Regions from separate parts of the Mus musculus genome. Here all the other regions are linked to region 4. The links are chromatin contacts, called in public Hi-C, HiChIP or PLAC-seq and promoter capture Hi-C maps. All regions are on one chromosome and are shown on one strand. The core of a region is the stretch at or near the end of the contact, and the rest is flanking DNA. Distances in the headings are between cores, read along the strand shown.

What was found. Promoter capture Hi-C pulls out the DNA fragments that hold promoters and counts their contacts. Hi-C and Micro-C count contacts between places; a contact is called where the count stands out from the background. HiChIP or PLAC-seq counts read pairs in DNA pulled down with a chosen protein or histone mark. Capture Hi-C pulls out chosen DNA fragments and counts their contacts.
Region 1: a Hi-C map of uterus shows a contact between it and region 4, with 2.9 times the contacts expected there. The contact joins the enhancer-like site here to the promoter of Chic2 in region 4. A contact is called at or near these places in 6 of 39 promoter capture datasets (the 3T3-L1 cell line, the HPC-7 cell line, cranial neural crest and 3 more), 2 of 484 Hi-C or Micro-C datasets (both in uterus) and 7 of 115 datasets of contacts at active chromatin or transcription factors (craniofacial prominence, embryonic forebrain, embryonic hindbrain and 4 more).
Region 2: a contact with region 4 is called in an H3K27ac HiChIP or PLAC-seq map of regulatory T cell precursor, with 7 times the contacts expected there. The contact joins the enhancer-like site here to the promoter of Chic2 in region 4. A contact is called at or near these places in 3 of 39 promoter capture datasets (the 3T3-L1 cell line, hippocampal neurons and liver), 1 of 484 Hi-C or Micro-C datasets (natural killer cells) and 6 of 115 datasets of contacts at active chromatin or transcription factors (the 230-238 cell line, forebrain, memory CD8 T cells and 3 more).
Region 3: a contact with region 4 is called in a promoter capture Hi-C map of cranial neural crest. The contact joins the enhancer-like site here to the promoter of Chic2 in region 4. A contact is called at or near these places in 5 of 39 promoter capture datasets (the 3T3-L1 cell line, the C10 cell line, cranial neural crest and 2 more), 1 of 484 Hi-C or Micro-C datasets (uterus) and 5 of 115 datasets of contacts at active chromatin or transcription factors (embryonic fibroblasts, embryonic limb bud, embryonic stem cells and 2 more).
Region 5: a contact with region 4 is called in a promoter capture Hi-C map of pre-B cells, with 4 times the contacts expected there. The contact joins the promoter of Dancr here to the promoter of Chic2 in region 4. A contact is called at or near these places in 6 of 39 promoter capture datasets (the 3T3-L1 cell line, the C10 cell line, the HPC-7 cell line and 3 more), 1 of 484 Hi-C or Micro-C datasets (B cells), 8 of 115 datasets of contacts at active chromatin or transcription factors (the 230-238 cell line, embryonic stem cells, memory CD8 T cells and 3 more) and 2 of 9 other capture datasets (adipose tissue and liver).
Region 6: a contact with region 4 is called in a promoter capture Hi-C map of adipose tissue, with 2.9 times the contacts expected there. The contact joins the promoter of Usp46 here to the promoter of Chic2 in region 4. A contact is called at or near these places in 7 of 39 promoter capture datasets (the 3T3-L1 cell line, the C10 cell line, cranial neural crest and 4 more), 2 of 484 Hi-C or Micro-C datasets (CD8 T cells and embryonic stem cells), 6 of 115 datasets of contacts at active chromatin or transcription factors (astrocytes, bone marrow-derived macrophages, embryonic forebrain and 3 more) and 3 of 9 other capture datasets (adipose tissue, embryonic stem cells and liver).
Region 7: an H3K27ac HiChIP or PLAC-seq map of stem cell-derived neural progenitor cells shows a contact between it and region 4, with 4 times the contacts expected there. The contact joins the enhancer-like site here to the promoter of Chic2 in region 4. A contact is called at or near these places in 7 of 39 promoter capture datasets (the 3T3-L1 cell line, the C10 cell line, the HPC-7 cell line and 3 more), 2 of 484 Hi-C or Micro-C datasets (both in uterus), 12 of 115 datasets of contacts at active chromatin or transcription factors (the NIH/3T3 cell line, differentiating embryonic stem cells, embryonic fibroblasts and 8 more) and 3 of 9 other capture datasets (adipose tissue, embryonic tail and embryonic trunk).

What each region holds. Positions count from the first base shown.
Region 1 is chr5:74,298,521-74,302,359 of GRCm38.p6, forward strand. The region is part of intron 5 of Scfd2 (Sec1 family domain containing 2); the gene reads right to left. Among named protein-coding and RNA genes, the nearest start is that of Gm32064, 16 kb to the right of the region's middle. Within about 2 kb of position 1,786, at least 34 of the 459 cell types and tissues checked have an H3K27ac peak or open chromatin away from gene starts, as enhancers often do. A contact at or near this core is called in uterus, where this site is marked.
Region 2 is chr5:74,402,289-74,406,067 of GRCm38.p6, forward strand. The region is part of intron 4 of Scfd2 (Sec1 family domain containing 2); the gene reads right to left. Among named protein-coding and RNA genes, the nearest start is that of Gm32064, 88 kb to the left of the region's middle. Within about 2 kb of position 1,888, at least 66 of the 459 cell types and tissues checked have an H3K27ac peak or open chromatin away from gene starts, as enhancers often do. A contact at or near this core is called in liver, memory CD8 T cells, natural killer cells and 2 more, where this site is marked.
Region 3 is chr5:74,450,501-74,454,313 of GRCm38.p6, forward strand. All of the region lies in intron 4 of Scfd2 (Sec1 family domain containing 2), which reads right to left. Among named protein-coding and RNA genes, the nearest start is that of Scfd2, 79 kb to the right of the region's middle. Within about 2 kb of position 1,796, at least 4 of the 459 cell types and tissues checked have an H3K27ac peak or open chromatin away from gene starts, as enhancers often do.
Region 4 is chr5:75,042,469-75,046,264 of GRCm38.p6, forward strand. It overlaps Chic2 (cysteine-rich hydrophobic domain 2), which reads right to left and starts at 2,173. Exons shown (of 6, transcript NM_028850.5): 1 at 1,712-2,173. The coding sequence starts at 1,830.
Region 5 is chr5:74,090,960-74,094,337 of GRCm38.p6, forward strand. It overlaps Dancr (differentiation antagonizing non-protein coding RNA), which reads left to right and starts at 2,101. Exons shown (of 1, transcript NR_145133.1): 1 at 2,101-3,378. Snora26 (small nucleolar RNA, H/ACA box 26) reads left to right here and starts at 2,571; the gene lies at 2,571-2,691.
Region 6 is chr5:74,066,227-74,070,024 of GRCm38.p6, forward strand. Usp46 (ubiquitin specific peptidase 46) reads right to left here and starts at 2,185. Exons shown (of 9, transcript NM_177561.3): 1 at 2,024-2,185. The coding sequence starts at 2,059.
Region 7 is chr5:74,431,004-74,434,551 of GRCm38.p6, forward strand. All of the region lies in intron 4 of Scfd2 (Sec1 family domain containing 2), which reads right to left. Among named protein-coding and RNA genes, the nearest start is that of Scfd2, 99 kb to the right of the region's middle. Within about 2 kb of position 2,203, at least 60 of the 459 cell types and tissues checked have an H3K27ac peak or open chromatin away from gene starts, as enhancers often do. A contact at or near this core is called in the NIH/3T3 cell line, adipose tissue, embryonic fibroblasts and 4 more, where this site is marked.

The DNA of each region.
Region 1 (3,839 bases), core at 536-3,035, 740 kb before region 4:
AGTGGGAAGGCCTAGAGGCAGGTCAGTGAGAACACACAGCTGAGCTCTCGAGCCCCATGCTCATTTTTCTCCCATATCTAAATTCCAAGATAATTTCACACAAGAACAGAGATTTCTAACATCTCTTGAAAAATCCCATCTTGTAGCCCTGAGCCCACATTCCTTCCACCTTGGCACTGATAGCATTGATGGCAATTGTTCTTTTAGGGGTGATTTGGTCCCTTACCATCCACATTACCTGTGTGACTTACACTACCTATGTGAAGACGAGCCCTGTGAGCTAGCCCTGATCTACTGGAATAGGTTAGAAGTCCAGCCACACTGTGGACAGAGGAGCAAGGAGAATGCCAGTTTCAGTGCTGAGTCTCCACAGTCTCCGGACAAAGCATAAAGGACCTCAGCACCCAGTCCCGGCCTGTCTTCCAGGCGGCCTCAGCACCCAGTCCCGACCTGTCTTCCAGGTGGCCTCAGCACCCAGTCCCAGCCTGTCTTCCAGGTGGCCTCAGCACCCAGTCCCGGCCAGTCTTCTAGGCAGCTTGCTGAGCATTTTCTGGCCACCTGCACCTTTGAGCCCTTCATGTTTCTGTGCTTGGCATGGAAGTGTACACTTGAACCCCACTGCTCCAGAAACAGAGGCAGGAGGCCAGTCTGGGCTACATGTGAGACCTTACCTCACAAATTAAAACACCTTTATGACTGATTGATAACTATCTCCTTGAGTATTAAGTTAAACAAAACTGTATATATCACTGATTTGATTTTTAAGAGAGTGCTGTAACTCTGAGATTTAAAAAAGTCATACACAGGAGGAAAAAACCCCCTAGAGACCCTGTATCTGAAGAGACAGTGTTTCTCCTTGAGAGGGAAGGCTGAAGACTTTAAAAAGTAAAGTCCACGGGTGCTAGGCAGAAGAGCTGTGCTGTCTGCTAGTCCCCTCAGATTAGATTAGATTCTCCTCAGGGGGAAGCCGTGGGCAATCTGAGACAAGGTCTCTTGAGATTGACCCCAACCAATGTTTTGAGCACATCCGTCCTGTCCCTACATTAACATCCCTCCTGCCTTCCCCCTCTCCATCTGTATCCTCTCTCCCTCCCATTCTCAACTTATAGCTCTGAATGTCTGATGTTCTCTGCTATCTCTGTGTCCTTCTCTCCTAGAAAACTATTTATTTCGCAAGCCCCCTCACCTGAGCCAGCACCGCTGACTTTAAGGAGAGGGGTGGGGCAAGGCTAGAACATTTGTTGGTCCCTTGCTCTGGTGTGTGGGCCCCTTGAAGACAGGCATGCGCTTCCCCAGTGCTCTGTACTCTGTTGGCCCAGTTGGGAGTCTGACTTCTAGTCTCCATGTGTTTGTACTGTGTTAGTTTTAGACAACCCCCTGGAGTTCTATGAAAGGGTTGAAGTGAGACTAAATGTTGTGAGGTGCATTTGGTCAGGAGGGACAGCATGTGCAGCCTAGGGACAGGAAAAGGGCCCTCTTGGTTAAAAAGGTTAAATGATTATCCATGCAGGCCTCTTCAGGTCTTCTGCATGGATAATCTGAAGGGCGAACACACTTCTAGAAATGGGCCCAAGAGGACTTTCAACCCCAGGGGGATTCTCATTAGCAGGAAGTAAACAAGAAGTATGCCCTGAATTTAGAAAATAAAGAGTTTCCAATAAATGTCTGAAATAGTTCTGGTTCCTAAGTATCATTATGCCCTTCAAAATGAATGCCCCAGGAGGCCTGCCTTCTAATCAGCACACGTGCTTGTCAGAGCTGGCTATAAAAAGAAGCAGTACTTAGGCGTCCACTCCTCCACCACAGAAGGAAACTGAATAACAGCATACACACGCTATGTGGCCAGTGGGGGAGACCTGTGGGCTCTGCTTCAGAACAGCTCTTGTGCTGAGCAGTCCAATCTGCTGGGCACCTAGCAACCCGAGACTACCAGACTGGAGAGTGTGCAGTGGAGACATAAACAAGTGTTGCATGGAAACCAGGGTGGGAGCCCTGGGGACCAGTGTCTGCTGACCAGGGAAACAGGAGGGCAATTATCTCTCCATCCACTGTCACTGTCATCAGAGTACATCCCATAACTATCATTTAAATGCTACATGCCCAATGCCACTTTCTAAGTTTAATCCCTGCCACCCTACAGGGTAGGTTGCATTCTGATTCCTTTTGTCAGACGAGGAAACTGTTGTGGACGGTGACTTATTGGAGGTCACAGTGTTAATCGAGAAGGAGCCTGCTAGAGTGGGACAGAGGGGCCAAAGAAGGGCTGGAGGGTAGGTAGTAGCCAAGCTCAATCTTTGCAAACACTCTCTGAGAAAGCATCCTGGAGGCTAGGCAGGGCAAGCCCCTGAGGACAGGCCATGTACCACTCACTGGAAGGAAGGGGGCAGAGCATCCAAGCCCTGCTCACAGCCGGCGGGTGTTTGGGGTTAAGCCCCTCCTTCTTGACCAGCAGACACAGTCGTGGATAGATGGGGATTTTCACTCCTAACTAAGGCAGCACAAATTGATGAGATCCACAAATCCTGTACTTTTCCAAAATTCTACGGGGAATGAACATTGGTTGCCCACAACTGCTGATATCTGATGTTGGGAAAGCCCCTGGCTGGCTTTCTGGGGTCAAGCATTTGACCCTGCTCGACAAGAACCCAAACCATGGCCAGCTCTGTACCCACAGTCATGGGGTCTTTCCTAAAGATGTGTTTGTGAGGTCACCTCCTCCTCATTCATGAGACATCAGCAAGCTCTTTGTTGGCAAGATTATGAAATATAAATTCACCAGCCCCTCTGTTAGGAATGATGATTCATTTCTTGTTTGTATCTATATCCCAAAGCCTTTTGTTTCCATTAAGGTATAATAAGATAAACAATAAAACTTTCACCCATAAATCCAAAGACTGTCTTGCTTACAAAGATGGTGTGTGTGTGTGTGTGTGTGCTCGCGTGCACATGCACTTAACTGAGGTAAAGCTAGCCTTTCAGTGTGATTATAGGAACTACTGAATTGTCTCCATGGTGTGTATTCAAGGGCCAAGGGCAGCATTCACCATGAGAGCTTTCTGCTACATACTTCACAGGAACAAGAGCAGCACTTGTCTTTAAACACACACTGCAGTATGCTCAGCACTCTACCCTAAACTCATCATGAGGGGAGAAGGGGACAGAGTTCTGCCTGCTGCTGGCAAAGGTCCCCATGGCCACCTCCCCTCCAGTGCTCACTGCCTCATAGCACAGTTGCTTGAGCACCAGCAGGCCTTGCCTGACACAGCCTATGGCCTGCCTTTTCCACACCTGCCACCCAAGGCTCCTGGTCATTCCTTATCAGTCTGGCTCTCAATCTGTTTCCAAACATGTTGGCTCTGGCTGTTTGCCTCCCAGCATAGCTCTCCGGATCTCTGTTCTTTCTGAAATTCATGCCTCCATGTTCCCAATTTCTCTGCTTTCCTTTGCATTTTCATACTCCACTTAGATGTAAGCTTTCTTCTTGCTGACTCCCACAATGGTTGCTTACTCTTCCTTAAATCTTACACCCTGAGACTGGAGGAAGGAGACAGTCTTCATTAATAGAAGTTTCAAGGAAACTCCCTGATTCTAGATAGGGCCATTAGAAGGCAACTGTTTTCAAAGAACAAAGCACAACTCAAGAACAAGGATGCAGCTTGTCTGGGTGGAATTATATTACAAAACCCGAGGTGCTTTTTCAAGTCCACTGTCTCGTCTAGAATGACCTGCTTTGTGGAGGAGACTAAGGCATGTTTACAGCCTGCTTGAGTTCATACAGTGAAATAACTAAGGACATGGGAGTGCTTCCAAAAGCTATCACACAAAACCCACTCTCCTGC
Region 2 (3,779 bases), core at 638-3,137, 640 kb before region 4:
TCACCGCAATCCTGTCAGGCAGCGAGTGAATGCAGCTTAGAGAGATGGCAATGGGAGTCTCTGAAAAGTGCTCAAACACTCTGGCTCCACACAGTACCTGCCATAATTAAAACCAATCTGTTATTTTGAATAATTTTTAAAGGAATCTGTTTCCTTTTGTACACCCTAGGCAGAATGCAAAACTGTAAAATAATTCATTGAGGCACCCGAGTATCAATACATGTACAAATAAATACACATACCAAATAAGTATATTATTTAATGAATTGTAAAAAAAATAATTTTACATAACAAGCAAGACCCAGGATACAAGGGGCTCAGAGGTGAGTGGGAGGAGGAATGAACAGCCAGGTCTTAGGAAAGTTCTTATAAGGTGTTGGCATTTGCACTGGAAACACCCAAATCCTGATACAGGCACACGCCACTGCCACCTGGGCTTTAAAGAGCCAGCATCCACCATGAGGGAGGAGCAAAGCTCTAAGAAATGAATTCTAGGTAGGATCCCCCCTCCAGTAAGTGCTTTGTGTACACCTACCAAGACGGCAGGAAGGGCAGAATGATGCCCCACTTCCTGCAGTCTGTGGCTGTACAGAGGCTTTCCAGATGTGATGAAGACTGTGACGTACTTTCATCTCTGCGATCACACACCTTCTAGAAACAGCACAAAAGAGGACAGTTTATCTCAGCTTACAGTTGCAGAAAGATTTCAGTGTTTGAGAAAGCTAGACATTAGGAGCAGCTCAATCCCTGGCAGCAGCCTGAGGCAAAGGCTGTTCATATCGTGGCAGACAGAAAGGAGGAACTCAGGCCAGGAAAACTCGTTCCTAGTGAGCCATGTCTGCTAAGGAGGCCTCGCCTCCCCATACCTCCACTATGAGAATAGTCTCATAAGCTGAAGATTTCGGTCTGAAGCACAAGTCCGATGGGGCCTTTCAGAGTCAAACCATGAGCTTTTCTGCCTGGTTGCCAAGGGACAAGGGCTTCCCAGAGAAACAGTTTCCCAGGTCTAGATGCTCAGGCACTCAGCAGCCTGGGCTTTCAACCTGTGAGGGCTTGCCTTTAAGAAACAGTTCTTACTCCCCAGTGCAAAGTGTGTGCTTTACTGCCATGGACTAAGGCCTCCTAGTCACCTCACAAGTACAGCTGCATCGTCACCTGTGCCCACCCTGAACACAACTATAATTGTCTCTACGTTCCACTGCTTGCCCGGTCCATGCCTTTCAAAGTTCTCTGTTCTGATTTTGCTCTGGACTCTTGCGTTAAGCCAGGCAAAAAGTAGGAAACATTAACCATGCCACAGCATGAACATTATATTTTGAGAATTATATCTGCCAAATAGATTAGTCCATTATTTTTCAATGTGGTTTTATTCAAATGTTCAAGACATGGGAAAAATATAGGCAGATTTGCCAGAAGGTCACAGAGCTTCAAGCCCAGTTCTTAACAGGGTCTTTACTTCTATCTGAAACCTCATGAGTCCTCCTTATGCTCTGCATTTTTATTGGTAGTCTGGTCTTCCAGGCACCCTTCAGAATAGCCCTTAAGAAAAGCTCCCCCCCCCCCCCCCCGGGCTGGAGAGACTATTCTGTGATTTAAGAGCACGTGCTGTTCTTCCAGAAAATCCGAGTTTGGTTTCCAGCTCCCATATCAGATGGCTCACAACCACCTGTAACTCCAGTTTTAGTGAATGCAGTATCATCTTATGGCCTGCTCAGGCACACACACACACACAAACACACACACACACACACACACACACACACACACACACACCCCTTAACAAAAGGAAAATAAAAATGTTATAGCACTCTGGAAAGCTCCTGTAACTCCCATGCCTCCAAACTCCTCCCTCCTGGCCCCAAAAGCCAGGTCAAAGGCCCGATAGACCCACGTGATCAAGTTTATCCCAGCAGCACCTGCTCTCCTGGCTCCAGTTCTCCACACTAACCACTCTGTGTGTCGTCTCGACAAAAGCAACCCAAGGTTGTCAACATCCCTTTTAGCTTGTGGTTTTAAAGGATCTCTGTTTATCACACTGGAGAAGGCGTGTCAGCAGAAACAGACCACCCTGTGACAGTGGAAACTTGTGTTACAGGCTAGTCACACTCAGCAGACAGGAAGCCACAAAGGCCAGTGAGAACCCATGGTAGCTATTACCTTCAGGGGTCCACACCTAGTGACTTCTGCAAACCAGGCTCTAGCTCTGAGAGCAATGGCTCTCAACATTGTGTGATCTGTTAATACAGTTTGTCATGTTGTAGAGATACCCCCCACCATAAAATTATTTCTGTTGCTACTTCATAACTATAATTTTGCTACTATTATAAACCATAAGGTAAACATGATATGTGGGATATCTGATATTTGAACTCCAGAGGGGTCATAACCCCACAGGTTGAAAACCCACTCACTGTCGTTAAAGGTTTACTTTCTTAAAAATACCACTATAAGGCGGAACAACATTATGAACTAACCAGTACCCCGGAGCTCTTGACTCTAGCTGCATATGTATCAAAAGATGGCCTAGTCGGCCATCACTGGAAAGAGAGGCCCATTGGACACGCAAACTTTATATGCCCCAGAACAGGGGAACGCCAGGGCCAAAAAGGGGGAGTGGGCGGGTAGGGGAGTGGGGGTGGGTGGGTATGGGGGACTTTTGGTATAGCATTGGAAATGTAAATGAGCTAAATACCTAATAAAAAATGGAAAAAAAATACCACTATAAGCTGAGGTCTCGTGAACAACACGAGCCCATGGGGGGCAGTGTAAGGTCAAGCGCTAACGCTGCAGCTGTTGAGATGAGGCAATGATCCTGGGTTATGTGAGCAGGACCAACCTAATCCCAGGCTTTCTTACAGGTGGGCACTTTTCCCAGCTATGCCCATTGATGAGGTAACAAAGAGAGGCAACAGTCCTGTCCCTGAAGACTGATGAGAGAAAGCACAAGCCAATGAATACAGAGGCCCTGGAAACAGAAAGAACAAGGAAACAAATCCTTCTCACGTCTCTGGAGAAGAAGACATCCCACATAACACTTAATGCTAATTCAGTAAGTTCTACAGAATGATAAAGTGTTACATGTGTGTTTCGAAGTTTGAGGTCCTTTGCTACAGAGACAAGAGGGCATTAACGCAAGCAGTCTGTAAGGTAGAAAATGAGAAGCTCCACATTAGAGCATGGAGCTCTCGCTGAGAAAGAACAGTTGCTTGTGATAGGGTGTGAAATTTTAACTGTTTGTCCTCTTGAAAACTCATGCTGGAATTTAACCCTAACCCTAACCCTAACTGCCAGTATACTTAACAGGTTTTGTTGTAAAGGCAGACAGATCCCTCAAGAGTGAGACTGGCCCCATAAGGTTATGTATTTGCATCCTCACCCCCCAGTTGGTGAACTGCATGAGAAGAAAGGGGTGTGTTACTAAGAGATGGGCTTTTACTTTTCAAAATCTCACACAGTCCTTTCTCTCTCTGCCTGCTGCCTATGGATCACACTGTAGCTCTCAGCTACTGCCCTGGCACCATGTGTGTTGCTTCTACGATGATTCTAACAGACTAATTCTCTGAAACTGTAAGCAAGCCAATTAAATGCTTTCTTTCCTAAGAGTCAACTTGGTCATGGAGTGTCTTGACAGCAACAGAACAGTTGCCAGTCGCCGTGCTGTTTATCACCAGGCCCTGCACGGCAGCTGCTCTGAAAAACAAGGTGTGCAGCTCTGTGATGGAGCTCAGAAAACTCAGGTCTTATCTCTAGCCCTGAAAACAAGGACGGAAACACAGTTT
Region 3 (3,813 bases), core at 546-3,045, 590 kb before region 4:
ACCTCTAAGGCCTCTGAAGGCGGGTCACAGGAATCTCATCAAATGGCTCTTATCGAGATTTAAGGTGAAGGTCTCAGTGACTGCCCCACTTGGCTACCCACACGCATTTCAAATCAAGAGGTAGTGTACAAGGAGAGAACAATCAGGCAAAGATTAAAACCTATTTCCAGGAGGGAAACAGGATGAACGTGAGGACAGATTGGCCAGCGGATGGTGATGAGGTGAGGAACAAGAAGGCTGGGGATACCTCCTGGCCTTGGATGCGACCATATACTGGGGTCCCAGAAGAGCATCAGAGGCCTGACAAAAAGAACTGTTTCAGTTACTCACTGTGCCCACTGTGTCCTAGGGTACCTGACACTTAGACAAATTCCAACCGCAGGGGGTCCTTGGCCATGCTGTTTCCCATCAGGCTCATCTGCAAGCAGCTTTTCCCACCTGTGACACTTGGAAAACATTTTCCAACCCCGCCAGTGCATCCCAGTGCTTCTTTCCCTTTTGTCCTACTTTGTTTCTTTCCCACAGAGAAATGATACAAATTGCAACTGTGTTCTAAAACAGTGAGAGAAGGAACAGGGATGGGTTAAGAATACAAAGCTCGGTGCTGGAACACATAATTGGATTTAAATCACCAAGCCAGTCCTCAGTGCCTGCCAGGAAACCCCAAACTCGTGTATGTGCTCAAGGCTCTGACTGCAGAGATGCCGTTCAAGTGACTGCAAACAGACTTCGAAGAGTGTTTGCCAGAAAAGCCTGCTGCTTTTACAAATGAGACCATGGATGTCTATGATAAATCAGAAAAACATTGAGTGGCAAACATTCGCTAATAGTATCTTGGACTTACTGTTTTATTGAAGTATATATTTAGTTTAATAACAGATCATGATAACTTTTCTAATGACAGTTCTGGAAGAAGTGAGGGAAAAAAGACTTGAAACTTCAGCACCACTTAAATTCATTAAAAGTAAAAGCGCCCTTCCAAGCAGTGCTCTCAGTATTGATTCCAAATGACTGTCCCAGCGCAAGTCGGAACTAGTTCTGGTTACCATATTTAATCATGATTTCAGAGATATGTCAAGACATCAAAGAGATATCATCGTAAGTAATGTACTGAGAGAAAACTGGTGCCCAACAGTTTAAAGTCCCAATTTGTACTGTGTCTTGTTTAGTTACTGTGAGCTCTGAAGAAGAATATAACTTCAGTGCTATGGATTTGATTGGGGGCCAGATATTTGCAGAAAGGGGCAGTACTGGATTCTGTGGCAATGTATCTATGTTGCTCCTCAAAGCAAATTTTGGATATTCCACCCCCACACCCCCCTAAAAACACCACGGACTGGTCACCAGATGTGGAGCCCATATGGCACAAGCACACAAGAGCTAATAAGCACAGCAGGCAGGAATAATTCTGAAATGACCGACAAATGTTTGGTGCTATTGACTTCCTTGGTTAAAAAAAAACATAAATCACTATTTAAACCTAGAAATATGATTTGGTCAATTTTCTACAAATCTTTTATTTTCTTGAAAATTTCACCTTGAAAGGAAATTTACCCATATGTAGTTCATTACTTGGTCTGAATGAAGACGTAAACTTCATGAGAATACTAAAAGAAAGGACTCTGACTGAGGGACAGAGAGAGACTACTTTAGCTGTACAGTTAAGCTGTTCACTCAGCTCATAACTCTGTTACAGCAAATCAGTGGCCAAAGCCAGTGTACTGTCTGTGTCCAGGCCATCATCCCTGAGTGTCATCTCCTTCTCCACAGATGTGTACTCAACATCCAGCCCATGTACACAAACAACCCCATGATGTGCCACACACTATTGAACATGAGGTTCCTAGCCTGCCCACCCACTGTATGGCCCACCACTATGTGTAAGCATGTGGTGGGGAGATGAGAAAGAGAAGCAAAGTGGTCTGAGCACTATGGAGAGAGGTGGATATTCAAAAGTGAGGCCATGGTGAAGTCCCCAGCAGTACTGCCACTGAGGGCCATGTCTGGGTTCATGACCATGCAGCAGCAGGACTGGGTCTAGGTCCATTGCCAGTATTACCAAAGGCCATGCAGACATCCCTGGTTTGGGCTACCAATGGGGACCATGTTGATATTCAAGGGCTTCACAGAGCTGGCACCACCCCTCACTGGCTATAGCATGTGGGAGAGCAGACCCAACACCCACCTCATCTGGGCAGCACATAGAGCTGGGCCAGGTGGTGTGGGCACAAGTGAGCCAGACCCAAGGGCATGAGAGAGGGAGAGCTTGCCCTGCCCCTTTCTGGCTGTAGCATTGGGTGAGCTAGCTGGGACAGTGCTGAAGAACTTACCCTGGTGGTGTAGGTTCAATAGAGCTGGAGACTGACCAACTCTGCCCAGGCCCAGATGCAGGGTTTTGAGTTGGCACAGCCATACGGCCAATGGCTGGGCAAGAAGATGGGGCACAACTTTTAGACTGAGCAGGCAAGGGACTGAGAGAGAAGGAAAGAGGAGGAATCACCATGTCTCGAGGCAAAGGAATCAGAATTAAGAGTTGCAGGAGAGAAACTGTCCAGCAATGTAGGTGGAAAGGGAACTGGCCCCATGAGGGGGCTGTCTAGAAGGTAACAGGGCAGCAAAGATAAAATAAAGATTTAGAAGGTGTTAAGCCAGTAATACCAAAGGGGAGTGTTTGCTAGCCACGGGAAGGTTTAGAAGTGCCCAGCCATTGAGCTAGTCAAGACATACCACAATTAGCTGGTACATGTGTATGTGTGTGTGTGCGAGTGCGTGTACGTGTGCATGCGTCTCTTTCATTTGTGAATCCAGAGAGCTATTGGGTGTGTGCAGAGCCCACTGGGAGCCAAAGCAGTTTAACTGATTCATCTCTACAGTTAAGCTTCTCCTGTTTTTCACTCAATGAACACCCACCCACCTGTATGCACTGCACCTTCAATTACTAGCATACAGGCAAACATTTTTGGTAGACCCATAACACACTAAGAACTAAAATTGTCAGTCTTAAATTTACTTTGTCTGATTACTAACTCTGGCTTCCAGCTGGAATAACATATGATATCACCACTTTTGAGACAAGCCAGGTTTAAGAGCAATAGTTTACATGATCTATATTCTGAGCCCCTTTCTAATCAGGTGCTTGGCACAGATTCACTCGCTCCTAACCTGGCAATGCCCCCATGCTCAACAAATTAACAAGAAGTTTGTGAAAATTGTTTCATATTTCATATTTTTCTTTCTCCTCCTCCCTTCTCCTTCAATATTCAAAATTATAATGCCTTAATAAGTCAATATCAAGAACATTAAAATAAAATATTGTTTTTTTAAAGGTGAAATCGAGGTGATTAATATCCTTGTCATCAAATGAGTTAAGTCACATAAGGTCCAATTAAAGGCTTGCAGGAATGAACACTAAGGTAAAGTCTAAGTTGAGGGAGGTGGAAGAGACGCAAGCACGGTAGTGGGTAACGTTCCACTGGCTCATGGGTAAACTCCACGGTGCAAGCACAAGGATCCGACTCAGATCCCAGAGCCCATGTAAAAGCCAGGTGTGGTGGCACAGATCTGTAACCCAGAACTGGGAGATGGAGACAGGGCCATGTCAGCAGGCTCTCTCAACAGTGAGCCTAAACAAAATGCTGAGCTCCAGCTTCAGGGAGAAAGAGTGTGCCCAAAAATAAGATGGGGAGTTGATAGAGGAAAACACTCAGTGTTGGCATATGGCCTCCATGTGCACATGCACACACAAGCATCACACACACACTATAACCAGTATCAAAGAAAAACTCCTATCCTCATACTTGAGAACAAGTATGG
Region 4 (3,796 bases), core at 923-3,422:
ACAAGCACTCTAACACTGAGCTACATCTCCAGCCCTAGCTGAACCTCTGCAAATAAATTTCTGCCAGCTTTGATTTGACAGGAGGAGTTTAAGGATGACCACAGACAACATGAAAAAGTTCAGAAATCCTTTATGTAGCCCTGAAGACCAGGGGAGTCTGCAACTCACAGATCCACCTGCCTCTGCCTCCTGAGTACTGGGACTATCACTGTGTCGGTTTTTTGTTTGTTTGTAATTGCTTTTAAAAGCACCCATAGTCCTTAAGTTCAAAAGAAAAAGAAAAAAGTCCTAAGAGTTAAACTAAAAATTAAATAGCAGGTTATAACACTAAAAGCATTATGATATACATTTAAACTGTATTATTCATAATTAGCTATATTCCTTAATTAAGTTTGTGTTGACAGTTAAAACAGAGCAGTTATTATGGTGCGAAGTCCCATCTCCTTATCCAGGTACTGAAACAATGCTTATGCAGTGTTTTTACCCTGTTAAATCACCTAAATGCACACGTTAACAGGTGCGAAGACACCAAGGTGTTACATAAGCACACCCCAACAACAACAACAAGGCTAGTCAGGATGACTACACAAGGGCCGATCTTCTGAGGAGCCTCACTGTTTGACCGCCTTGCCCACAGCACGCCCCACTCACCCTACACCAAAAAACAATGACAAGCGCTCCAGACAGCTTCAGGCTCGCTGCCTTTTTCTATCAGTGATAAAGTGATATGCAAGTACAGGAAGTTTGAGCGATGACTTTTCAACTGGAGATAGCAGCTGCAAAGGAGTATCAATACCCTAAGTTGTACAAACTCCGGATTTTATCAGGGAAATGTTACAAAACTTCCTTCTTCCGGACAACTCATTATTTGCCCCAAGTCTACATTCCTTTATTAGTCACGACCTTTCAGAATGCTTTCATCCCTTATTGTTTGAATAATATTGGGACTTTTGATGTTGCTAATAAACCTTACAGGGGCCCTTATCAAAGAAGCCAACCTAGGTCCGTGTCCCAAAACAGACCGGATTACAGGAAACTCGGTACTTGTAATTCCTTGTAAACAGATGTATCCTCCTCTTTTTTTCCGTCCACCTGTATACTTCTATCATACATAATTGACAGCAACTCGAATCAGTTTTGCAGAAATTTACTCTTGAGGAACTGGGAAGCCCCTACGTGTTATGTGTGATAGACACACGACAGTGAATCTCATTTACCAACTGCCACTGGGATCTTAACACCTCAGATCTGACCTCTGAGCCATATGTCAATAGGCTGTAAGTCAGGCAGAGTCCCAAAGAATAACGGGGGTGTGGGGGGTGTTACAAAGATGGATCCCACAAGATGTGTGTGTGTGTGTGTGTGTGTGTGTGTGAGTGTGTGCACCTCTAGCCTGTACCGATGGCCCATCAGGCAGACCCTAAAGAGCCATCTTCCCGGCTGGGACCCCACACATCCCCGCGGGCCACGGGGCCTGCTCCGGGGCTGTGGGAGGGAGGGGAGGCAGTGTCTGTCCCCACTTGGGAGTCCTAAACAAATGGAAGCAGAGCAAGTTCTCACTTCCTGATCGCCGGAGCTTCCCCCAAGGCCCCCGTCCCGCGCCAGTCACCGGGGACGGGGGTTTAAGAAAAGGAGGACCCCCAGGGGTCCCAGGGCCCACCCCGCCCGCGCCTCGCCACCCGTCCTCGTCCTAGCCCTCGCAGGGCCTTACACGGTGACGTGACCGGAGCCGCGGACCACCACCGGGTCGGGCGAGTACTTGAGCAGCTGCTCCTCCAGGGCCCGCTCCTCGTCCTCCTCCTCCTCGTAGATTTCATCGAAATCCGCCATCCCGAGCCGGCGAGCCCCCCGCCCGGGGCCCTGGCTCTGGGGCGGCCGCGGGGAACGGCTGGTGAGGCGGCGGGCGCGGAGGCCGCGGAGCTGGCGCTCGGCAGTGTGGGCTCCGGCTACTGAGGAGACCTGGTCCCGGCCGCCGCCGTTGCCGCCGCCACCGCCGCCATTACCGTGGGCAGGAACAACAACACAATGTCAACATCCGCCGGGGCCGCCACCCCCGCCAGCGCCGCCGCCCGCGCCAGCGCCGCCGCCGTCGCCGCCGCAACTCCGGCAACCACAGCAACAGCCCGAGCCACCCGCAGCAGGAGCAGCCGGCTACCGCATCGCGAGACTTCCCGGGAGCGCGGGCGGGCGCGGGCGTGGGCGCGGGCGCGCGGGTGGGCGGGCGGGCGCGTTCACGCGGACGGTCTCGCGCGCTCCCGGGACGCCGGCCTCTTCCTCCGCTTCCACCCGGCGCGGCCCCGCCCTCCGGCTCCAGGGTCAGCGACCCGGAAGGCGGCGTCTGTGAGGATCGGGGGCGCTGACCCCGACTCGACTCCTAGAGCCAGGCTGGAGTAATCTGTAGCCCAAACAACGACAGCGGGCGAAGCCCCTGGCCGGACCAGAGAATCTGACTGCCGGTTTAATAAAACGTTTTTAGTCCACGATGCGAAGCAGAGTTGGTTGACTTTGCCAACTTGAGATTAACAAAGCAGTGCATTCTCTTTTTTTTTGTTGTTGTTGTTTGGTTTGGTTTGGTTTGGTTTGGTTTGGTTTGGTTTGGTTTGGTTTGGTTTGGTTTGGTTTGGTTTGGTTTGGTTTGGTTTGGTTTGGTTTTTCGAGACAGGGTTTCTCTGTGTAGCCCTGGCTGTCCTGGAACTCATTCTGTAGACCAGGCTGGCCTCGAATTCAGAAATCCCCCTGCCTCTGCCTCCCAAGTGTTGGGATTAAAGGCGTGCACCACCACTGCCCGGCAAACAGTGCTTTCCTGTCTACTGTCCTACCTGATTTTCCAAAATATCTCCAAAGCCAAATATTCTGTCCTTTTAGCCCAGGTTGTTTGTTTGTTTGTTTGTTTGTTAACAAGAAATCTCACCATCAATACTACCTAACAAAGTTGACAAGTTCTCTGTGTTCCAATTAAGAAGTTGCAGTTGTATGCTTCGTCTCTCTAGTGAAAAATGTTTTCTCCACAAGAGGGGATGGGGGAAGGGAGGAACAGTGGACTCATGGATCACCTTGGACCTGGTTTCACAATCAAGAGTCTGCCAAGCATCCAAACAACATAGGAACAGAACTGGACTCCTACGGCAAACTGGACCATGGGGTAACAAGAGTTCCTCATTGGTCTGGAAAGGAAAGAGGAGTTGTACTGGACCCAGTGTCCACAAACAGTTCTCTACGCAGTGTTCGCATCCTTCAAGTTCGTTTACGGGTCTTTGTCCAAGCAGAAAACGTACAAAGGTTAACATGAGAGTGGAAAATGCTGGACAACTTAATCCTGGAAAGATCTGGGGAAAAAAAAAAGGGCAGTGAGCTAGGCAGGGAAAAATAGTCGATGCGTCAGACTTATGCTTTCCCAGATTTATTCATTCAATAAACACTGAACCTACTGTGTGGTCAGCTGTGTGTGTGTGTGTGTGTGTGTGTGTGTGTGTGTGTGTGTCTGTGCGCGTGCACGCGCGACTATGTATGTTACAGTCTCTGGCAGTAACTTTTCTGTCATTAAGGCAAGCAACCATAATTCTCTAGGGGGGTGGGAGTCAGAGGGTATGTCAAAGGCTCCAATGGAGCATACACACAGGAGGCAGCTTAACTTGGTAGTTCTGAAGGCTGACTTTGAATCGCCCTCTATCATTTCCTATGGGACCCTGGCCAAGTCCTTTAACCTCTTGGTCTTTGACCTGTCACAGGAAGACAAAAGTGCGGCGTGGTAGCACACATCTATAAAACCCTAGCAGGTGGGAGATGGAGACAGGAA
Region 5 (3,378 bases), core at 851-3,350, 950 kb before region 4:
AAAAACTAGAGTGTGGTTGTCTGTGTCTGCCTGTAATCCCTGCAAGCAGGAAGATCAGGGGGTCAAGGCTAGCTGTGGCTACATTCGAGGGATTCAAAGTTACCCAGGACTACAGGATCCAGATAACAGACTACACAAAGTCGGAAGAATGGCTAAACAGATTGCTGTTCCTTATAAGACATGTTGCATGACACAACATGAAAAAAGCTTAAAAGCAAGTTTCAAATGAAGAAAATCTAGTTTTAAAAGAACCAAGTATGACCTGGCAGTGGTGGGGGCACGCCTTTAATCTCAGCACTCAGGAGGCCAAGGCAGAAGGATCTCTGTGAGTTCAAGGACAGCCTGGTCTAAAAAGCAAGTTTCAGGACAGTCAGGATTACACAGAGAAACCCTATCTCAAAATAACAACAACAAAAAAGGTCACATGTGTGATTCCATGCCTACAAAAAATCTAGAAGAGACGGTTTCCAATTTAAAAAAAAAATGTATTATTATTTACTGTTATGTGTGTGTGTTTGTGTGAACTTGTTGTTGTCCAAAGGGGACTGTGGAGCTGGAGCCTGGCGTTGCAGGTAGTGGGTGCGAGGAACCGCAAGAGAAGCAAGTGCTCTTAACTGCTGAGCCATCTCTCCAGCCCCATGGGGCTTCTTTTTCCAATAAGACGCTGACTGCAAAATGATCTGGGAGTAGACAATGGAGATGATTATAAAACCTTGAGGAATATTTAAAAACACCGATTTGTACACTTAAAAGGGTGACCTATAACACTTGGGTTCAATCTCAAAAAGTTATCTAAAAAGTCAAAGCAAGTTGACAAAGCAGGTCATCATTTTTTTTATCTAGACTAAAAGTGGCTGTAAAGAAACACAGGCGAGCATGATGAATAGACTTAGAGTCCTTATTCAAACGAACTCATTGTAAAGTAACATTGTATCAGAATAGTCTTGCTGTGAACTTGGAGCGGCTGTTTATTCTAGCAATCACATTGGCATTGTCCTCAGGCAAGATGGCCTCTTTTCTTTTGAAATAAATACTGAAATATTAAGAGGTGAAACAAACCAAGCTTGAGATTTGCTTTAAAATACCCCCCCTCCCCCAACAGACCAAGACGATAGATGCGCCAGGTCTGGAATGAATGGCTGGCTTTTAGCCGAGAGAAGAACGCAGGCACGTGGCTCTTTGAACATTTTTAGTTTTAATATAAGTTTGGAAATTTAATTTCTTCAAATTAAAAAAATAATTTTATTATTATTATTATTATTATTATTATTATTTTAAAAACCTTGCCAATAAAATCATCTCAGACCGTGGAAATTCTCATTAAAATAAGTTAAGCACATATCCAGGCCTGGTGGTGAAAATTTGTCGTCCCTTCTACTCAGGAAGCTGAGGCAGAAGGACGGAAAGTTCCAGTCTTGTCTGGGAAATTTAGTGAGACCTAGTTTCAAAGTAATAAAAGGGTTTGGGATCTGAGACGCCAGGCTCTACTTTTAACCCAGGACCACTAAAAACAAGACAAAGGTATAGCCTAGGTGGAGAGTGGCATGCATGCCAGCAATCCTAGCACGTAGCACTGAGGATAACAAGTTTGATGAATACCCTGAACTAGCTACACAGTAAGTTAGAAAGCAGTGTGGGCACCTAAGAGAGACTCTGACTCAAAATTAATGGTACGGGCTGAGGAGGTAGCTCTGTGGTAGAGCTCTGTTGAGAACTAACTGCCTCACATCTCCAGCAACATTTCTCCTTGATATTACTCTCCAGGAACACAGAAAAAGGCAGCTCCTCTCAGGGTTAAGGAGGGGCCCTGGGAGTGAACTAGCTGAACAAGAAGGGATCTAAGTCGGAACACACCTAGCACCGGCATAGCTTCAGGAAAGGAAGGTTTCCACTGAGCACAGCCTCAACGCTTCCAACACCGCAGTGGGTGGAGAACCTGCTGCTGGAAGTCAACGGCCCCACCCTACCGGGTCCGAAACGTCCCGACGATTGGCTTCCCATACCAGCCACGCCTACAATCCTTCTGACGATTGGCTGCTCTCCTTTTCCTGTTCTGCCCCCTCCAAGCGGCCCTCTGATTGGTTGCAGGTCTCGGGGGGGGGGGGCAGCTCCGCCCCTCTCCCGGATGGCTGTATTAACGCAGCGCGCAGCGGCTCGGTCTTTCGGTCCCGGCCTTGGTGGTGAGTGTCCTCGTGGGAGGGTGTCAGGATGTCCCCGTGTCCCCTCGAGCTTTGCCCGCCCCGAGCTCAGCTGCTCCCGGCGGCCAGAACGGAGGGGTAGAGCAGTTCTCAGCGGCCCGCGGGGCGGGCGGCAGTGTCCAGCCCGGGGCTGCGCGAGACACAAAGTCCTCTGTGCCGTCCGACCCGGGCACCCTGACCACCGCCCTTTCCCTCTGCAGGCCGATCCACCCGAGCCGGTCCCCACTGCCCAGCCGTGCTGCTGCCTCGGACACAAGCGCAGGTACGTCCCGGCATTGATCGGAGGCAGGCCCTGGCCACGTGGCCGAGAAGACGGAGGTTCCAGGCCTGTCTTTGTTGAGCTGCGCCGGGCCTCCCCAGTCGCCCTTTCCTGTGCCCTTTTAAGGTTGTCGCAGTACTTTAAGAGGCTAACACAGAAGGGTAAAGGAACTCTCCATAAAACCCAGAGAGGAAAACTACACCTCCTCTTTGGATCCTGTCTGGAGTCACAAATGAACCAAAAGCTTCATTTAAAACTTGAATGTGCGCATTTTAGGTTCTGGCGATTGCTAGGTAGTGATATAGGATTTTAAAGAAAAGAAAACGTAGCCTACCTGGTTTAATTTGGTTGGAGGAGAAAGTTCAGAAGACAAGAATACATTTGCTTTTCTAGAAGTGAGATTTTAGGTCAGCTGGAAAGGATATAGTTGAGTATGTTCCACTTATGTGAAACATTTTTATTCTTTCATAGGTTGAAAACTACAAGAAACCCGTGACTGAATGGCTCCAAGGTGAAGTACTCTTGCATGTAGTGACCAGGTTTGCCTGTATTCCACTTTAGGATTAGTATCGAAGCTGAAATAGGTGAAGTGAGGGCCATGTGAGTTTCCTTGAATGGCCTTGTAACTGATTACCCTGAAGGTAGTTTGCTAAAGATTTTAATCAATGTACTAGGATCCTGCCCCACCCCTTCTTCATGTCCCACTGCCCTAGAATCAGATCTGCATGGCTATGACATGCTCGCCGTTTTAAAGATGCAAAGATTTCATGCTAGATCATTAGAATGTATCTGGACTTCGTTAGGACAAGTTCTTTGCTAGTAACCAGTCACGTGCTAGCAATTGAGGTGTGTTAACCTGTATATTGTTGCCTATGAGTAATTTTCCATAATCTTTAATAAAGGCTTCCTGTGTCAATTCTA
Region 6 (3,798 bases), core at 935-3,434, 980 kb before region 4:
AAACAGGACTGAATCTAGAGTCTCACATTAGAAGGCGAGCATTCTCCACTTGCCCAAGACAGTGTCTAAACAGAAACACTAGGTTTACTTCACTATGGGAAGGATGGGGGGGGGGGGGAGTGAGCTTTAACTTGGTTACCAGAAGTGTTTATTCTATTGACATAATATTGGCCCATTCCTCTCATGCCCTTCCAGAAGCTTGTCTTCCTGGCTGAGTGTCACTGAAAACAGGTTGTGACATTCTGTCCAGGTGTGCCAAGAAGTCCTAGCTACAGCAAGGGCAAGAACAAGCCGGAGGCAGACTTCCTCTTGGGACACAACTGCTCTCTGGTTTCCACTCTGCTTCGATACGGAGAGGTGTCACTGGATTGCAAACTGGACAAGCGCAGCTCCACAAGCAGGCCCCGAGCCTCAGGAGCCTGTAGGCCTGCGGCCAACCCCACAGGCGGGAAAGACAGCCTTGAAGCTCCTGTGGTTTCCCAGTTCCCCACAGGAGCTCGGTTACAGCTGAGACACTGAGAAGAAATGCATTGTCTTCTCAGGGCATCCAGCCACATTAATGTCACTGGACAGGAAGAAGCAGGAAACCTGCGTCTTCAAGCAGAAAGGGAAAATGACAAGGCTGCGGGAGCCATCGGCTAAGGAGATTTGTACCACCAAGCAGGCAGCTAGCTACCTCTCTGGGACCTCCTGCGTTTGCTCTGCTGGCCTGGACCAGCACAGAGAGCTGGGGCCAGCCCCAGCAGGTCTCAACTCCACCTGAGCTAACACATGGCTCCTTAATGTGCTGTGCCATGTGTTGATCTTGCAACAGAATGTGGGACAGAAGATTTAAAGAGCTGTGTGATGGGGGAAGGGCAGCCAGATCACCTTACCTGAGGCCTACTTAATCAGGCCTCCTCAGATTTCCTTTAGATGCTAGCATTACTGTCTAACTTGGTGGCGGAGGGGGGTGGGGGCGGGGATGGATTCCCCAAAATGGAAAAACAAAACAAAACAAAAAAAAAAAAAAAAACAGTGTTCCAGTTTGAAGGGGGTCTAAGGGGGTGAGGATACAGAAAGTACAGGCAGAACACACACCCTCCTCAACTCCCACACCCCAGTGCCTTACCCCTGACCTCCCTATGGCTCCCACAAGTGGGGGTGCTAGCTGAGTACACTCAGTGGCCCCAAGGGCTAGAAACTGGTCCCGAGGAAACTAAACAGAACTGGAAAGTAATGGGGGAAATCTAAATTAAAGTGACTGCTGGGTAACACCCCCCCCCAGACCCCCACCCTATCAGACAGACCAGGCAGTGTCCAAGCTAAAAGGAGAGGAGGCGGGGCAGGACAACCCCTGCAGACTTCCTCACACCTACAGCCACTCACTCCCAGGGCCTGCAAACGTTCCTGTCTCCTTATAATCTCCTGCATGCAGGTGGGGAAACTGAGGCCTCCAGAACAAATTGCCATGCTTTTCCGATACCAGGTTTTAGTTCACCTCTCTAACCAGATTCTTCACTTGGAATTTTTATTTTTTATTTATTTTTTATTTTTTGGTCACAGCTTTCATGTCTATCCAATTTCTCCTGGTAAGAGCACTGCTGTTGCAAAGTGAATCTTAAATACAATCAAGGCTGAACTCCAGAAGGAGCAGAGGACAGTCGGCGAGTCCAGTAAGGGTTTATTTACTGCACCAGAAGGATTTGCTTCCTTCCACTCCGGGCTCGTACCCTCATGGTCCTCCCTCGGGACTTCGCTGTGCAGCCACCTCGCACCCTCCACCTCCACCCCCACCCACCACCCGCACCGCAACTCGAGGGCGGGGGCATGGGGCCGCCCTGGGGATCCCTGGGATCCGCTCGGGGTCCCCGGCTGGGACAGAGGTGGGGGGGACTGCGGTCAGCCGGCCCAGCCTCGGGACCGGGAACTTCTGGCCGCACGGCCCCCACGACCGCGGCGCGCGTGCAGCTCCAGCCCGGGGTTCCCTTTCTTTGCCTGGCTCGCTGCGGGCGCGACCCCCGGAGGCTCGGCGGCCACTCACCATATTACAGATGGAGGCGATGTTTCGGACAGTCATTAGTCTAAAGGTTGCAGCGATCGCGCACCGCCATCTTTACCAGGGGAAAACGGGACTGTCCATGGTGGCGCGCAGCGAGGCCGGGTGGCGGCGAGGCGGCCTGGGGCCGGCTTGCAGTGGGGTTGGGCGAGCGAGGCCGGGCGGCGGCGAGGGCGGGGCGGCGGCGCGGGGCGGGGAGTGGCGGAGCGACGCAGCCCGGGCCGCGGCCGGCGGGAGGAGGAGCCCGGAGCCGGGAGGCGCGGAACCGAGGCCACTGCTATGCTCCCGCTGCCAGCCAGGACCCGCTCGGCTGACCCCACTGGAAGCCGTTCTTGCTCCTCTGCCCTAGGGTCCCGCTCGGTGCCAGCTGCACCGTAAGGCCAGCCCCGAGCAAACCCAGCACCGCGGCCTTTCCGCCGGACCCAGGACCGTACCGGGCACTGGGCTGGGGACCTACACCGCGGGGACACGGGCGTGCTCGCTTCCCGGTTTCCCTCTGCCCGTTTCTGCTGGTGTCCAGCAAGCCTTGGGCGTTAGGGATTAGCTAGTGGAGGATATGAATAAGGGTCTAAGGGTGAGTGTAGTCAACTTTAAAGTTTCTCTCCAGGGTTCTAGCCAGATGGCATCCGCCGGAACCCGAAAAGTAAAATGAGACCAGGACATGGGCGTGGCCAGAAAGCCCTAGCCAGCAGCAACCCAGCTGCCTAGGGAAAGGTTCCCAGAAAGGAAAGAATTCCGGGTCTAAGCAGGCACACTCGGGAGATTTGTGACATTAGCAGGTACAGAGGAAATGGCCAGGTTCTGGGCGGTACTAGAGGCTGTCCAGGAAATACCAAAACAAAACTTTCCTATCTCCCATCCTCGGAGCTCCTGATCTCAGTTTTGTTTGAGCTTTTACACCTTCCTGCGGAGGCCCAGACTGCAGGCTCAGGGTGCACACTGTACACACCACTTGAGGGATATGTTCGTGAGAACTGAAAGAGTTCATTTCAAACATGGGGAATAATTGTGCAGACAAGTTTGCAGTCCCAAGCTTTCCACAGGGAAGTTGTGCATGTGAAACGTGATAAATTCCCAAACCAATGTATTTTGTGGAGAATTAAATTAGGAGAGAAATTAATATAATTGAAGACAGCTCTGTCTAGCCAAGAGTAACATACTGGGGGCTGGGGGGCTAGGGTTATACACATAACATGAGAGCCATCCATCCATTGGTAATTCTTCTAGGATCTGGGGTGGAAATAGAAGACAAAACCACTGACTGAAGGGTGAGGGTGGGGGACGGGTCACATGGATACTGTATTTTTCAGTGTGTAGAAGGATTAATATTCCTGCTCACAATGACTCATTCTACCTGAATTTTACTTTCATTCTTTTTTACTGCTGTCAGTTACGACTCTTCCAGCTTCTACATGATTAGTTAATAGACATGGTTAGCTCCATAAGGCTTACAGAGCAGGTATCCAACCCAGCTCTGTGTTTCTCAAATAAATAGTACAGATAAAGGCATGCTAAACTTAGGAGGGGCACCATTTGAGGAGGGGGCAGGGGAGGGGGACCATCGATAAAACACCCTAACTATGACTGGCCAGAACACAGTAAGGTCCTGAAAAGCTTAAAGACTGAGAAATGTCACAAGCTGAAGGCCTCAGCTTTGTGCGTGGTTAGTCTAAAGCTTTCATGCTTTCTAATGATAAGCTTTGCGATTTTTTCCAATATGAATGCACTGAGTGCAAGGCCTACAGGGGTTAAAACACAAT
Region 7 (3,548 bases), core at 953-3,452, 610 kb before region 4:
AGGGTGTTTCAGTCCCATGAAGGGACAGATAATAAACTACCTTCAGATGACAAGACCCAGCCATATTCTTAAGCCTTCCAGACAGAAGGTTGTGGGTTACATCCCCACCTGAATGACCTGTACACAAAGAGCCTTGAATCCATCTGCTCAGAGCAAGAGTTCATCTCATGTTCAGGACCTCTCATCTGTGCACAGAGGCTCTGGGTGCAGAGAGAGCTGCTGAGGAGAAGTCCATGGACCTCACTGGAGCAGGTTAGACACTCATGGGATGCAATGGAGCAGGGTAGACACTCATGGGATGCAATGGAGCAGGGTAGACACTCATGGGATGCAATGGAGCAAGGTAGATACTCATGGGATACAATGGAGCAGGGTAGACACTCATGGGATGCAATGGAGCAGGGTAGACACTCATGGGGTGCAATGGAGCAGGTTAGACACTCATGGGATGCAGTGGAGCAGGTTAGACACTCATGGGGTGCAATGGAGCAGGTTAGACACTCATGGGATACAATGGAGCAGGTTAGACACTCATGGGGTGGAATGGAGCAGGTTAGACACTCATGGGATTACAGGTTGTGCTTTACAAGATTCCAAATGGCTTTTAAGGTGAAGAGCTCAACATGGATTGTGTGGTGCTTAAGCAGGTAACGAGCATAGGCTTGGGAGCCAGAAGAGCTGGTCACAGCAGTCACTGCCACTCACAGTGGCTGAGCGCGTCCCAAACTCAGAATCTCAGCTTCTTCATTTCAAAACTGGAGTTGCTGCACAGTAAAGACATATATACATAAGACACTAAGTCTGGTACATAGCATATGTAAGCCTTGATACATGAGGTCCATAATATGATCAAAATATACTGCACAGGTATATGAAATTCTCAAAAATAATGAGAATGTTATAATAAAAATAATTTTAAAAATTTAAAATAATACCCAGTAAAATTATCACTAGTATTAGTCGTGTGATACTGCTCAGAACCTCCCTTTGAGTCCACCTGTTCTCTGATGTGACACATGATCAGATTTTTCATTTCTGCTCACCAGCTGAAATTAGAGGAGTGGCTTTTCTTGCTATCAAAGAAAACAGACCTGATGGACAAAGAAAACATGGGGACCTTTCTATGGGTGTGCTGCATACGACATTCAACTCCACTCTCTTCTTGAGGATCCTGGCTTCATGTTTTATCAGTCACAACCTTTCATTGTGTTCCTTCTTACAGCAGCCCCTATTTTAAAGGTGCTTTCCAAATAACCTTATGTTTGGACTGAGTTAAAAATGCTAAAAACAGATGTGCTCGCTATCTTCCAGGAATGCTGCAGAGATCCTAAGGAGAGTGGACTCAGCACCACCTGGATTGGACCCACAAGACAGTAGCTACTATTAACAAGCCCAAAAGAAAAGAGAGAATTTGATTTTAGTGCCCTGTTAGAGATATTTGGGCAAAAGAAAGTGTATTTATGTGGAAAGTTTCAAGACATTACAAATGAGATAAAGCTAAATGAGAAGAACACAGACGTGCAGCCCATAGACCTCAGCTCGCCATATGTGAAGTATCAAATAAATAGCTTTTCTAATCTCAAATGTTAATCTCTCCTTTCAGCCTTCCTCATTTTATGGGACCAAATATTTCAAGCCTCATCTGGGTTCTATTACAATCTCAAAGACAACACGATATCTAGGAAAGAGTTTATATGTAAAAATCACTTAAACTCAGGCAGTGGTATAAACTGAAGTCCAGACTCCATTACCCCTAGATTTCATGTAATTATATTCCTTTTTCTTTAACTCCAAAATGATAATTTTCTCCTTTGGCACAGAGTCTCTTTGGCTCCAGGTTTGATGCCAATGCAGTCTTACTGTGAAAACAAATTAGAAGTAGGTGGTCTGGTTAGTCTTCACAATGCTCCATTTTAATCAGGCAGAGCAGTGGAGAGGACGGCTGTGGAAACGCTGGCGGGTCTTCAAACAACAGTGCACGCTGTCCATTTTACTCACAATGAAAAAGCTCTTCGGGAGATTTCGATAACGGTTCCCCTCCTACTCGGAGTCCACATTTGTAATGTTTATATAAGTGGGGCTATAAATCTTTCTCCAATAGACCCCATGGTTTCTGAGGCAGACTTCTTGTTATAAACTGCCTGTTTCCGGTTTGCCTGCCTAAGCAAGGCAGGCAAAGCCAGTTCGCCAGAGACTGGAACTAATTTAATGTGCTCCAGGTTTAAGCCCCTAGCCTGTGTGCCTTTACAGGGAGATTTTACACAGCGGATTACAGCTGACTTTAACAATGATTCATATGATAAGTGGCTTTCGATTTGTTTTTTAATGTCCGAAAGTATGCATTTGCAAAGGACATGTCATCAAAATAATGTTGTTAAAGTAATACCCTTAGAAAGGGAAAAGAAGGAATTCAACTTTTCATCAAAATGAAAAAGTTTAAATGTTATCCGTGCCAAAGACTCTTGCACATGAATTTAAGGGTTCTATTACACAAAATAAGACAAAGTTGTTTATAGACAGTTAAGCCTGGATGAGCTCCAAGATGTGATTGGTTAAATTGATACATTTTACCTCAAGGTTTGGTCCTGTTATTAAAAATACTGAAGCTATCATGAAAATGGACAAAAGCCCTATTCTTTCCAGCCTCAAAGAGATCCTGTGCGTTTTTTTTCAAAGATGCACCATTCCTTGAGACAAGCGCTAACTGAAACAGAAGCACATTCACAAACCTCCACTACCATCCATCAGGGGAAAAACAAAAACGTGTCATCTGTTACCTCAGCAACGCCCCGTAAGAAAGTAAACGGCACCACAGAAGCGAGGAGTCTACTAATCCTCTGAGTGTCTGTGCTGAGTACTCTCTACAACACCTTTTTAAAATACCAAATGTAAGAAGATAGGTTTGTCCCAAGCTGTTGATTTCTTCCAATTTTTTTCTTTTGAGATTCCTTCAAAGGGCAGGGCAAAGACATACAGTAGGGGGCAGTGTTGCACCACCGTGCTCTCACTTGGAAAGAATCAAGGCCAGACCGAAGGAAACCCAGCCATTATTCTTCATTTAGACTTATTACCCTAATTATTACAAAATTTCAGAGTTTTTCCTTGTAGCATAACCTGCTTTTTCACCACCTACATACCTACATACCATATTAAGATGTTTTAAGTGATACAAAAACAAATGTTTTTAATAACAAAACCAAATCCACCCAAATATCCGAGACATGGCTGATTGCTGTTTAGCCGTTGATGGAGAACTATTTGTTCAATGTCATATTTTAAAAGCACGAAGACTTCTCCAACTGCAAATATCCAGATGTTCTTTATTGTAAATATAATATCACATTGGGAGATGGCTAAAAAAAAAAAATGAATGAACCTTGGTCTAAAATGAAATGCAGAGTTGGTTTATAAAATACAAGTCAATGTGACCCATGCTAATTAGATAATTTTAAAAATATGGGGTAAGAAAATATTTACAAGTACAAAATGTCTTCATATCTTCCAGAAATAAACTCTTTTGTTCCATCTGCTGGGCTGGCTCTCGGAAG